2 separate regions of the Sus scrofa genome follow, and region 2 is linked to region 1. The links are chromatin contacts, called in public Hi-C maps. All regions are on one chromosome and are shown on one strand. The core of a region is the stretch at or near the end of the contact, and the rest is flanking DNA. Distances in the headings are between cores, read along the strand shown.

Region 1 (6,104 bases), core at 167-2,666:
GCCGGCTCTCCTGGGGGAGAATGGAACGACCATCTCTTAGGAGCAGCTCTAACTGAGGACTGGGGAGCTGGTGGGTGAATACCCATGTCCCCCTTGCCCCCTGGGACTCCTGGAGTTCCCCAGGGGGAAAAGCTTGCCACCCATGGTCGTACCCTGCTTGATAATGAGTCACTTGTTGCCTGCCTTGCCTTCTCTGTCTCCTGTCCTATCTCCCCTCTCCATGGTTCCTGGGTTCACCTCCACATACACTACAGGCCCTCAGATCTTTATATTAGGTCTGCTTCTGGGTAAGCCAAACCGACAGCGACATGATGCAAAGCAGACATGGAGTGTGGCTCTACGAACTGGCATGTCCTTTTGCCTTACAACTAGTAGCTAAGCCTGCCCTCTGGACCATATTTGGGACTCTGAATCTGATGTTTTTCCTCAGGGGCACACCCTTGGCCTTCTTCCTTGAGGAGCTGGCTGCTCTTTTCTCTGAGCGTTGCCAGAAAGCTTTCATTTTTTTGAAGTTAAACTATATCATAGCTTGTTTTTTGGTTGTCTACCCCGATCCCATCTCACCCCTGACTGTGAGCTCCTTGAGGGCAGAGCTGCCTGTGCTTCCCTGCTAGACCCCTAGCCCCTGGCCAGTTCTGCACCCATCCTAGGTTTGTAAAGACCACTCGCTAGTGAACAGAGACTTCAGGGGAAGATGAGGCTCTTGATGTGCGGCTCTGCATGAGCTCGGCTGTCTGCAGCCTCTCCTGGGGCCATGGAAGGAAGCCAAAGAGCGAGGCCTTGATAATGCCACTCTGCGCCTGGCTCCAGAGTTGGCATGTTGTGAACGTGGTCCTGAGCTTGCCTCCAATGCCCACCACATGGGAGGCTGCGGTTTGCCCATTGCCAGCTCCTCTCTTCTCCTGCCTTTCACAATCCCAGGTTGCATGTTCCTTGGGGAAGTAGAAGTTGGTCAAATTTTATATCTGAGAAGCACGGGTGGTGCCATGAATGCTCAACCCTATGAAAACCTTGGTTGTCAAGCTGCACGGTGGGAAATTCTCTAAGCTCTGCCTGGCCACCAGTACCACATTCCCCTAGCATGTTGGGAGCATTGCCTGGGACCCTGTTCCCCTCCATCCTCTCCTTTCTCCAAATCCTCACTCTTTCAGGCTTATGCAGACACCTCACAGTGAGAAACTCAAGAGTAGGGACCACCCCTGATCTTTATTTCCCAGGACTGAGCACATGCTGTGTATACAGGAGATGCTCGATCAAGGTCTACAAAGTGAAACTGTGTTTGGGGGGAAATGCATCATTTACTATAAGCACTGTCAAGACTGCAGACTGAAGGTGGGTTTACTCAGCCCACAGTGTCCCTCCAGCTGACCTCAACTCTGGACCAGCAGGCTCCGGAACCAACCTTTCCCCTGAGGCATAAACAGGACTGCTGAAAATAGCCCAGATGACGTTAACCTTCTAAGATGACCTCTGCCTCTGGGGCTCCTCTGTGCTACATTTCTGCTCTGCTGAGACTGAGCAGTGCCCCAGGGAATAACCTGCTTCCTGCTAACAGAGCAGACATCTTTCAAGACCTCTGGGGTTGGCCTGGACGTTTCAGCACGTCAGCGGCCCAGCTGTCCTCAGAAAAATCAGCACTTTTCTACACAAGTGCTTAATATTTTTCATTTTAAATCTTAATCCTGAGAGATGCATGGGTTTTTGAGCCAAGCATGAAATCTTTTTCTGTGTGTGATACTGTCAAACTAAGTTTTATGTTTCTATGCAACTGACAAATGACACATGGGTTCCTTATTTTAGAGAAATTTATGCACAAAATCATGTTTGGAAAACCAAGATCCTTTGCAAATTTATTTGGATTGCTCATAATTCAGCAAGAACTATTTTGTGAAAAGGAGTGTCTTTTAGAAGTGCTTATAATTTCCCCTGAAGTTATCAGTTTCTAAGTCTGAATTTTGAAATGCTCTTTGTTGTTGTTTGTTTATTTTTATGGTGTAGAAACACTTATCATCATGCAGTAGTTGAAAAACCCTGCAAATCGGAGCCCTGATGTTTGGGTTTGAGGATCACATCAGCCGTAGGATCTTGGACAAGTCACTTTGTCTCATTGTCCTTCAAAGTTCTTATCTGCCTCACAAGATAATAGCAATACTTTGGAGGAATAAATAAAATAGTGCCTGTACAGGGACTCTATGAATTGAAAAAATTGTGAAGTGCTTTTTAAAAGATAGTTATGATTGTTTACTAAAGATCTATTATATGCTATTCTTATATGCCCTGTGGAATCTATGAGTCCCTTCTCTGTGGGAACTTTCAACCCCTGATGAGAGATAAAGAGAGAAGGGAAGAAAGAATATGGATGAATGAATTAATTATGAATGTATGAATCAATGGATACAGATATGAGAGACAAAGAGAAAGAATAGGAATGAATGAATGATGGATGAATGCATCAATGGATTTGGATATGAGAGATAGACACAATCCGAATGAATGAATGAATGAATGCATCAATGGATATGCCAGACAGGAAGAGGAAGGAAAAGCATCTCTAGAAAAAATGCACTTAAAAATAAAAAAAACAAAAACATACATAAATAAAGAAATTTCATGTGCACATAGGATCTCTATCAGCAGTTTCTACGGACAGGCACCAAAAAGTTAACACAGAAGTGATCTCTCTTGGAAAATCTTTAGAATGACTGTTAAAAAACTATTGAATGTTTTTGTTTTTGTTTTGCTTTTTTTTGGGCTGCACCTGTGGCACATGGAGGTTCCCAGGCTAGGGGTCCAATCGGAGCTATAGTGCTGGCCTGCACCACAGCACAGCAATGGGGGATCCAAGCTGTGTCTGCGACCTACACTACAGCTCACAGCAACGCCGGATCCTTAACCCACTGAGCGAGGCCAGGGATTGAACCCGAAACTTCATGGTTCCTAGTCGGATTCATTTCCACTGCACCATGACGGGAACTCCATTGAATGTTTTTTGATTCTTTTCACTGTGATAATAATGGAATTTGTTTATACAGCTGTTAGTTAAATATTTTCCCTTATAGAGTAAAAATGATAGCACAGTTTTGAAAAGGATATTTCTAAAATGAGTATTTTGCTGCAAATTTGTTGTCATTGTTGAAAAGGAAAGTGGTCCAGATATGATGTAAAACATGGAAGAGAGTACTTTCAGTGGTTTCTTGTGAGGACAAACGTGCCTAGCTTCCATTATAGGTACACGTATCTAGGTGAGGAAAGGAGACCTATCCTGGAGTGGGGTGAACATCTTTTCTCAGTCAGTCACAGGGCCCAAAAGACCTAGTTGGCCTGAGCACAGGGCTTCATGGCCCTCAGCTGTTACTCATGTGGTTCCAAGCATCTCACAGCCTTCGGATGTGTGACTCTGGGAAAGTGACACAGCTAATTTGAGTCTCTTCACTGTTAGGGATTGCATGACTTAACAGCTTTTAAAGGACTGTGTATTGTAGTTATTGAGGAGTTTTCAGAGATGCGAGTTTAACTGCCCTACGCAGACGTGGGACATCCTAGGACCAGGCGCGGGAAAAGTGGACAGCTTGCCATCCTCAGCTATGGCAAGGATGGCCAGCTTCCCATCAAAGACTCTGCACCCAGCCCCTTTCATGGCAGAGCAGTGTTTCTGGGATGCAGCTGCCTGACCAGGACTACATTTCTCAGGTTCCCCTGCATCCAGGTGGGGCCACAGGACTAGTGCTTTCGCCCATGGAATGGGAGCTAGAGTGGTGTGTGCCATTTCCCTCTGCCTTCTGCATTCTCTCTTCCTCCATCTGCTGGCCAATGAGAATGACCCAGCAGAAGACTCAGAGGCCCGAGAGGACCACAGAGCCACAGGTAGAAGGAGCCTAGGCTTCTGAAGGCCTCCATGGCCAGGATACTGTACTGCACTGTTGTGTGATGGGAAACAAAACAACTGCATTAGGCCACCTAAATGTTTAGTTTACTTGTTACAGCAGCAAGGGTTACCTTCAGTAATATGACAGGTTTCAGAAGGGATACCCCTAAACCAACTGATGCTGGAACCCAAATCTCTTTAAACACTGAAATGAATGCCTGCTGGGCTGGCTTGGTGCTCCTGGCCTAGATATAATAAGACAGCTTCTCCTAGTCTGCACAGAACAGGCAGCTGAAGTGGGACTATAGAGCCTAGTGATTTTAACACACTTGCCTACTGTCCCACTGGTCTCAGCAGGAAAACTTCCCATGTGGGAAATATGCTCACATTATATACTGTGAGCCGCGTGAAAGCCCTTGTGACTCAGTGGCCCAGCTGCCCATATGGACACACTCCTACTCAGACCCATGGGAGGACGGGCTGAACAACCACACACCAGTCAAGGAGCCTCCCAACAGCATTTTTGAAACCCACAGACCAAGCAGATGCTGCTTAGAACAGTTACTTGTCTCATCCAGCCTGTCCACACTCTTCCAGTTGGGCAACGCCGCCTCCTCCCTTGGCTGCTGGTCCTTCGGCTGCCTCGATGCAGCCTCCAGCGAAGAGGTCCGCAGGGCATCCTCTCTGCTGAGTGAGAACGCAGACTGAGACCGCTGTGGAAAGAGAAGAGGGGAAGGGGTGACCTCGTAAAGCACAGTCCCCAGGAGGAGTGCTTTCAGATCCAGCAGGCACCCCACAGTGCGAAGAAGACACATCTGATGGTATAGGCTTTTCTCATGTTGAAGTCTAGCAGTTGCGAATCAGTATATCCTGCCATATAATGGCCCAAATGGTTCCCTGTTTATTCCATTGCACGTGGCCAGGACTTCCAGGAAGCATTGGAGATGTAGCGGAATCAGACAGAACTGGTTCTCACACGACTCCTGCTAATCCAGCCATTCTCCTAGCCCGGGCTTCTGGGCCAACTGTGTGTAATGAAAACAAGAGCATCTTCCCTTCAGAGACCTTCAAGCCTGAGTGATTCAGCTTAAGTAGAAAGTTTTAGCACAATGTAAGTGTCTCAGATAAATCAGTATTAAGATGGTCAGTCCATATGCCCAGAACTATTACAACATGTTTCCATTTAGCTAAAGAAGGTAAACTCTAACCTAAGGACAAGTAGTAGAAACAGAATTTCAAACTGACAGGAAATATGTTTGAACTGTATTATTTCTATATGTTACAAATGTATTATTTCGATGTTACTAATGTTAGCGAATTTGAAACTCAAATGTTCTATATATGGAATTTCATCAGACAGCAAGATTAATTTTTTTTTCCTTTGTCATCTAATGAAAGAATTCTCTTCCATTGGTGATTGACTTTGCCCTTTTTATATCAATGAAACTGAGGAAGGAAAGGACAAGCCACAGATAGCAACTAATATATGGCGCAAATGAAATTTTCTAATGAAAGTATCTAATTATGGCACAAATGAAACTTTCCACTCATGGGCTTGGAGAACAGACTTGTGGTTGCCAAGGGGGAGGGAGACGGGGAGGGAGTGAGATGGACTGGGAATCTGGGGTTAATAGATGCAGACTATTGCATTTGGAATGGATAAGCAATGAGACCCCGCTGTATAGCACAGGGAACTATATCTAGTCACTTGTGATGGAGCATGATGGAGGATAATGTGAGAAAAAGAATGTGTGTGTGTGTGTGTGTGTGTGTGTGTGTGTGTGTGTGTGTGAGTGTGACTGGGTCACTTTGCTGTACAGTAGAAAATTGACAGAACACTGTTAACCAACTATAATGGAAAAAAATCATTACAAAAAGGCAAGTAAGCAAGCAAGCAACTCTGACGATGAAGGGAAGCAAAGTCCTGATCTCGGACTCAGGCCCCAAGCAGTCTGGCGCCATCTGCTGGCAGACCTCGACACTAACAGCACTACTGCTTCCTCCCACGAAGAAACAGGCTCATCTTGGTACAAACGTCTTCTCTCCAGCACCGGTGCTGAGAGTAGCAGACAGAAGGGGAGCGTGTTTGGAGAGCCGTGGGCAGGACTAAGGCTGGACTCGGGACTCAGCTGAACCGGGGCTCTAAGACCACCTTGGCTACAACACTTTGCTGATGACTTAATTTCTTAAGAGATGCAGAAATCTAATCTTGCCTTGCAGACAGTACATGCATAATAAG
Region 2 (5,933 bases), core at 3,312-5,811, 62 kb before region 1:
TGCATGTAGAAAAGTGAGAATTCTTAGTTAAGTTGGAGGATTCTCCCAAACCTCTGTCTCTTCGTCAAATTATATACCCATTTTTCAAAATGAGCTTACCACATTTGACACTATACTCTTTTCTTTTGGCTGTACATATAAGTTCCTAGGCTAGGAATCAAATCTGAGCTGCAGCTGTGACCTACACCACAGATGCAGCAACACTGGATCCTTAACCCACTACACCAGGCCAGGGATAGAACCCACACCACACAAAGACAACACTGGATCTTCAACCTCCTGTGGCACAGCAGGAACTCCTCCAGATTCCCAGTCTTTTTTTTTTTTTTAGGACCACACCCTTGGCACATGGAGGTTCCCAGGCTAGGGGTTGAATTGGAGCTGTAGCCGCTGGCCTATACCACAGCAACTCCAGAACCGAGCCATGTCTGCAACCTACATCACAGCTCACGGCAATGCCAGATCCTTAACCTACTGAGTGGGGTCAGGGATTGAACCTGTATCCTGTGTGCTAGTCAGATTTGTTTCTGCTTAGCCATGAGAGGAACTCCAAGATTCCATCTTTCTTGACTAGAGGTAGGATGTGTTGAGAAAGTAGCAAAAACTATGAAATATATTGAAGAGGTAAACTCTATTGGGGCTGATTTTTTCCCCAAAAGCAGTACCATCAAAACAGGGGCAAGGGTTCAGCTGGTAAAGAATGTAGTAACCCAAGTCATAGACATTTTTCACACTACCACTTTCCTCCTGCCTTAAGCTAGGAAGTACAAATACAATAGTTCCCCCTTAGCTGAGATTTCACTTTCTGCAGTTTCAGTTACCCATGGTTCAAAACAAAAATATTAAATGGAAAAATTCTAAACAATTTGGAGTTTTAATCTGAGCACCTTTCTGGGTGGCGTGCTGAGATGAAATCTCAGGCCATCCTGCTCCAGTGGGATGTGATTCATTCCTTCTCCAGAGTATCTGCACTGTATATGCTACCCACCCGTTAGTATAAGAAAAAACAGTATTTTCGAGGTTTGATATTGTCTACAGTTTCAGGCACCCTTTGGGGGTCTTAAAATGTACTCCCGTTGGATAAGGTAGGGGCTACTACAGATGTATTTCTCTGTCTTAGCTAAATGGTTTTAATGACATGGCTTGTGTAACAGCAAATAATCACGATTCAATAAAAAGGAGAAGTCTAGAACTCGAGATGGAGCTGTAGAAATCACATAATTATGAACTGCAAATTCTGTTATTTCTCGTACTACCCCCAACAGCCACATACCATACTATCTCTTGTGACTCCCAATTCCTTTGGTGAAATACATACCAAAACGATTTAAGGAAAGAGCAATGCTTTTCTGGTTGGAACCCCTGTGTTGGCACCCCAACTCTGTCACCTTCTGGCACTCTAGGGAAGTCAACCCCAACGTCAGTGTCTTCTATCTGTAGGACAGTGGTACCACCTACCCACCCACCTTTGTGGGGCAGTGCCTGTGTATGTCAGGAACCTATTGTGTTATATGGCACTTAGGGAGGGACTTGTGTTGGTATCCCAGTAATACAACTAATAAGAAGGAATAAAATAACTCTACATGCTAGTAATTAAGTTTAAACTACGCTTCATTTTCATTAAAATTTTTTTTTTTTTGCTTTTTAGGCGCGCACCTGTGGTATATGGAGGTTCCCAGGCTAGGGGTCTAACTGGAACTACAGCTGCTGGCCTGCACCACAGCCACAGCCACATCAGATCTGAGCTGCGTCTGCGACCCACACCACAACTCACGGCAACACCAGATGCTTAACCCAATGAGCAAGCCGGAGATTGAACCCTCAACCTTATGGTTCCTAGTCAGATTTGTTTCCGCTGTGCCACAACAGAAACTCCTCACTTAAAAATTTAAGCAGTACATTCTGACAATTTCTTGGCTCTGGCTAAGTTTATACTCCTGTTCTATTCTTAAGTCAGTAAATGAAGAACACAAGTTGCATTTAATAAAGGTTCTCCTCTAGCTTTAACAGCATCTGAAATTAACTGGAAAGAATAAACAGAATGAGAACTCCAATTTTGAAAGACAAAATATATGTGTATATCACTTGCTTAAATTTGGGAGCCTAACTGCTCACAAAAGGATTCAGTTTTTTTTTTTTTTTTTTTTTTATTGTTAAGCTGCAACATACATGGTTTAATACAACAAAAAACATTTAATCAAGTGAAAAGTAATAAACTGAACAATAAAACAAATAAACACTCAAAACAAAATATTTTCCATTGGAAACATGTTAAGATGAATACGGGGTTTCATTACCATCTTACTGAAATTTTCTTATGTGTTACTAGCCTACATACCCCATGTTTTCTGTAATCATGCAGATGTGAATGGAAGTTTGAATGATTAAATAAATGAAAAGTCCATTTACTGCGGAGAATCATTTCACGAGGCAGCCAAACTGGGTTTAGAGAACAAAATTACTCAAGAAATTCTCCAAGTATTTAGGTTCATTTTAGAATCCATGAACCTTAAGTTGCTCCTCCTTGACAATGCCAACCTGCAGCAAAATAAAATTTAGCAGAATCACTCTGAATAATATATAAATTCATCCCTAAGAAAACATAGAGCAGTCACCAAAAAGAATCACTGTTAATAGGTTATTGCAACACTGTTATTTGTGGCATAACGGTTAATAACAAACAATTCAACACACATTGTAATAACTTGACATGCCACAAAACATCCTAAATGGACATAGGAATGATCAGGTCACTAATGACAAAATAAACTGGCCCTCCTGCCTTCAAATTAAGTACCAACTTTGTATTTGAAGTAACTGATTTGCTTCATTCACATGATTTTTTACTAAGGACGTAATAATTCACATTGCCTTTAAATACAATACAACCTCAGTTATACATAAAGCACCCAATCACTCACCTCCAAGAGAAACTGGCAAATGTTTTTTCTTTGGTCACCTTGAAGCTGAATAACCTCTCCGTATTCAGGATGTTCAATCACAGTACCATTACAGGCAAATTTCTGGAGAAGTAGGTTCAACATAACTGAGTCAAATACAATGAGATTTTATTTGTACCCTAAGACTAAAATTAGCTATTTCAGTAAACTTGATTACATTTAAGAAACAGCATTTGTCTCCTATAACCCCTGAATTAATTTGAAAATGAATCAGCAGGTCACAGAGAAAATGATTTTTACTGGGAACATGGAAACTAAGCATTTTTTATTTTATTTTGCTTGAGAGCCATGTAAATCTTATTTTAAGATGAAAGACCATAGATCTGAATGTTAATTAGGAGCATGAACAGTTTTCTTGGATCTAATCATTTTCACCCACATTGACAGTCAAGTATACGTGTGAAACGTAATCCTATTTAGAGGTGTGCATCAATAACTACATTTTAGTCTCTTCCTCCTAACACCTTTACCTTTTTGAAAGCTTTCACAAGTTTCTTTTTGTCATAATCATCTGCAATGCCCTGAACAGTAGTCAGTGTCTTCCTGCCGTTCCGTTGCTGGATTCTTATATGAATGTAATCCTCAGTCCCTGCCGGGAGTAAGTCGTCACCCTTAGTTGCATCAGCAAAGGGGTCTGCAAAAGGATACAAAAAAATCCAAAGCAGGAAAATATCTTTTAGTTAGTAATCTCCAGAGAGGTGGTACGCTACCATCTAGGCACTCTGCGAAGAAGGTTCTGGTGCCTCTGCTTTTTTTTCTGCAGGTGAGGATGGGGGGGGGTGGTAAGGGTAAAAATTAATAAAATCTCCAAGGTACTCTCACAAAGAGATTTTAAACACGTATGTCCACTGATACCCGAACAGAAAAACGTTGTTACAGGTAGATAATGTTATTGTTGAATAAAATCCTCTAATGAGAGAAAAGAGATTTTATAGTTTTATAACCACTATAAAAATGTGCGTCATCTCGACTATTCTGATGACAACAGAAACATTCACAGATGCCACTCCAATCATTTAACCGTAACTCTGCCTCGAAAAAAGTAAGAAAGATATATATACAGCAATCAAGAGTAATTTTACAAATTACTACGGGAGCGGAGAAGACTGGGCCACTGCCCTGTGACAGATGAGCGGCCTGATCCGCGTCTGTTACTAAACGCCCCCGAGAGTCGCTCGCAAACAGTCCCGACCGCTAATGGGCGCCGATCCCCCAGCTCCGGGCCAGCCTCCCCCCGGAGAGCAGCAGGGGCAGATCTGCAGGCGGATCGGGGTTGAAGAGGTGGCAGAGGGCAGAAGCGAGGAGCAGACAAATCTAGGGGCAGGCCAGAGGGCGGCACGGGGCCCGAGGCCGGGGCTCGGGGACGGGGTCCGGGGCCGTCCTCCGGGAGGGGGTCGCCAGGGGCCCGTCGCCATCTTTCGGGCGCCGAGACAAAGCCCCACTCGGGGTGCGGGGAGGGCAGTTGGGGGCCCTCTGGGCCAGGGGGGCCGGCAAGCGGCCCTGGTGGGGACAGGCAGGGGCGGCCGGCTGGCCGAGAGGCGCGCGGGGAATGTGAGGGGCCCGATCTTACCGAAAGATTGGAGGTTCTGGATAGTGGACATGCGATACTAGTGTGAGGCCGGTGAAGGGATAAAATTCCTGCGGGGCCCGCCCGGATCACCGTGTCAGGAGGCTGGAGTGGCGAGAAAACGGAAATAAATAAGGAGACGCTTCGCCCCGAGGTAGGGATGCGGCTGGAGCGGCGGCGGCGGAAGCCGGGAGGAGGCAGGAAGAGGCGAAGTAGGAGGCGGAGGAAGAGGCGGCGGCGACGGATGCGAGAACGCGAGAGAAGAGGCGGCGCTGCGGCTTCTCCCACAAAATGGCGGACGGACACTATTTAGCCGCGCCCGCCGCCCCACACGTGACCCTCCCGCGCCAGACGCTCTGGGACTTGTAGTTTTCATAACGCGAGAGACCCCGGAAAGCTCGGGGCGAGCAGGCTTACGGGACCTCAATTCCCAGCAGGGAGTGCGCTCCCCAGCTCCAGGCGGTGGGGCTGGGAGAGGTCCAGCGGGCTGCAGACCCAACTGGCCCGAACCTGCAGGTCTAGAGCAGTTTTCGTGGGGCGCTCGCAGGTTCTCCCTTGAGTCCCCTTCTTTGGCCGTACAGTGCCTGCGCAGAGGGTTTGGTGCTGAGGGGGGCGATGATCATCAGTCACCCTCGAGGCCCCGTGTAATGTAAGTAAAATCTGGGTTAGAGGACCAAAACAAGGCTCGTAGCCCCGGCTTTCGATTCGATGGCAGCCCCTCAGCACCTCCCCTACCTCCCCACCTCCTGCCTCGCTCGGTTGCAGGAGCTCTGTAAGTCCCTCTGAAAAGTCGATATGAGAGTCTCTCGCTCAGGATTGGACCGCCCTCAGATTGCCTAGCGCGGTGATTCTCAAACTCCAGTGGGCATTTCCCCAGGGCTTGTTTCAGGACGTCTGGGGCATGACCCTAGAATTTGCAAATCCAGCAAGCTGCCAGGCGATGCTCATGCTACTGGTCTGGGACCGCAGTTAAGAACCACTGCCTAGCTTCAGTGGGGGCCCAAGTATATCCCCGAGCTCCATGGAACATACCAGAAAACCAGCTTGACAACTTGAACACAGAACAGGAAGGTTAACTGATAGGTACCAGAACTGTAATATCTCCCTAACAAACTATACACAGAAAAACAAACCTGAGGCCATGAGAATAGGCTCACCCAGGCAGGTGGTCAATTGTCAAACTTGGTTGATTTTCTGAAAGCAAATATGGACTAAAAAGTTAGGGATTCTTAACCTTGTTTGTGCCATGGCAGACTTGTGAAAGTTTATAGACCCCTCAGAATCATGCTTTAAGAAATAAAACATGTAGGATTACAAAGGAAACCTATTACATTAAAGTTAAAAACAGTACATTGATAACATAGTATTACTTCTTTACTAATGCATTAATTAACAAGATCTAATAG

The links. Hi-C and Micro-C count contacts between places; a contact is called where the count stands out from the background.
Region 2: a contact with region 1 is called in a Hi-C map of retroperitoneal adipose tissue, with 2.5 times the contacts expected there. The contact joins the promoter of EIF1B here to the enhancer-like site in region 1. A contact is called at or near these places in 4 of 5 promoter capture datasets (fetal liver, fetal skeletal muscle and liver), 36 of 47 Hi-C or Micro-C datasets (adipocytes, adipose tissue, alveolar macrophages and 18 more) and 2 of 2 datasets of contacts at active chromatin or transcription factors (alveolar macrophages and skeletal muscle).

Annotation. Positions count from the first base shown.
Region 1 is chr13:24,508,708-24,514,811 of Sscrofa11.1, reverse strand. MYRIP (myosin VIIA and Rab interacting protein) reads right to left here. Exons shown (of 17, transcript NM_001161754.1): 8 at 4,431-4,578. All of the region lies in intron 5 of LOC110256427 (a long non-coding RNA gene), which reads left to right. Among named protein-coding and RNA genes, the nearest start is that of EIF1B, 63 kb to the left of the region's middle. Within about 2 kb of position 1,416, at least 8 of the 83 cell types and tissues checked have an H3K27ac peak or open chromatin away from gene starts, as enhancers often do. A contact at or near this core is called in adipose tissue, fetal liver, retroperitoneal adipose tissue and 1 more, where this site is marked.
Region 2 is chr13:24,573,811-24,579,743 of Sscrofa11.1, reverse strand. It overlaps EIF1B (eukaryotic translation initiation factor 1B), which reads right to left and starts at 4,561. Exons shown (of 4, transcript NM_001001635.1): 1 at 4,531-4,561; 2 at 3,431-3,594; 3 at 2,922-3,023; 4 at 2,258-2,538. The coding sequence starts at 4,561. The coding sequence ends at 2,494. All of the region lies in intron 2 of LOC110256427 (a long non-coding RNA gene), which reads left to right.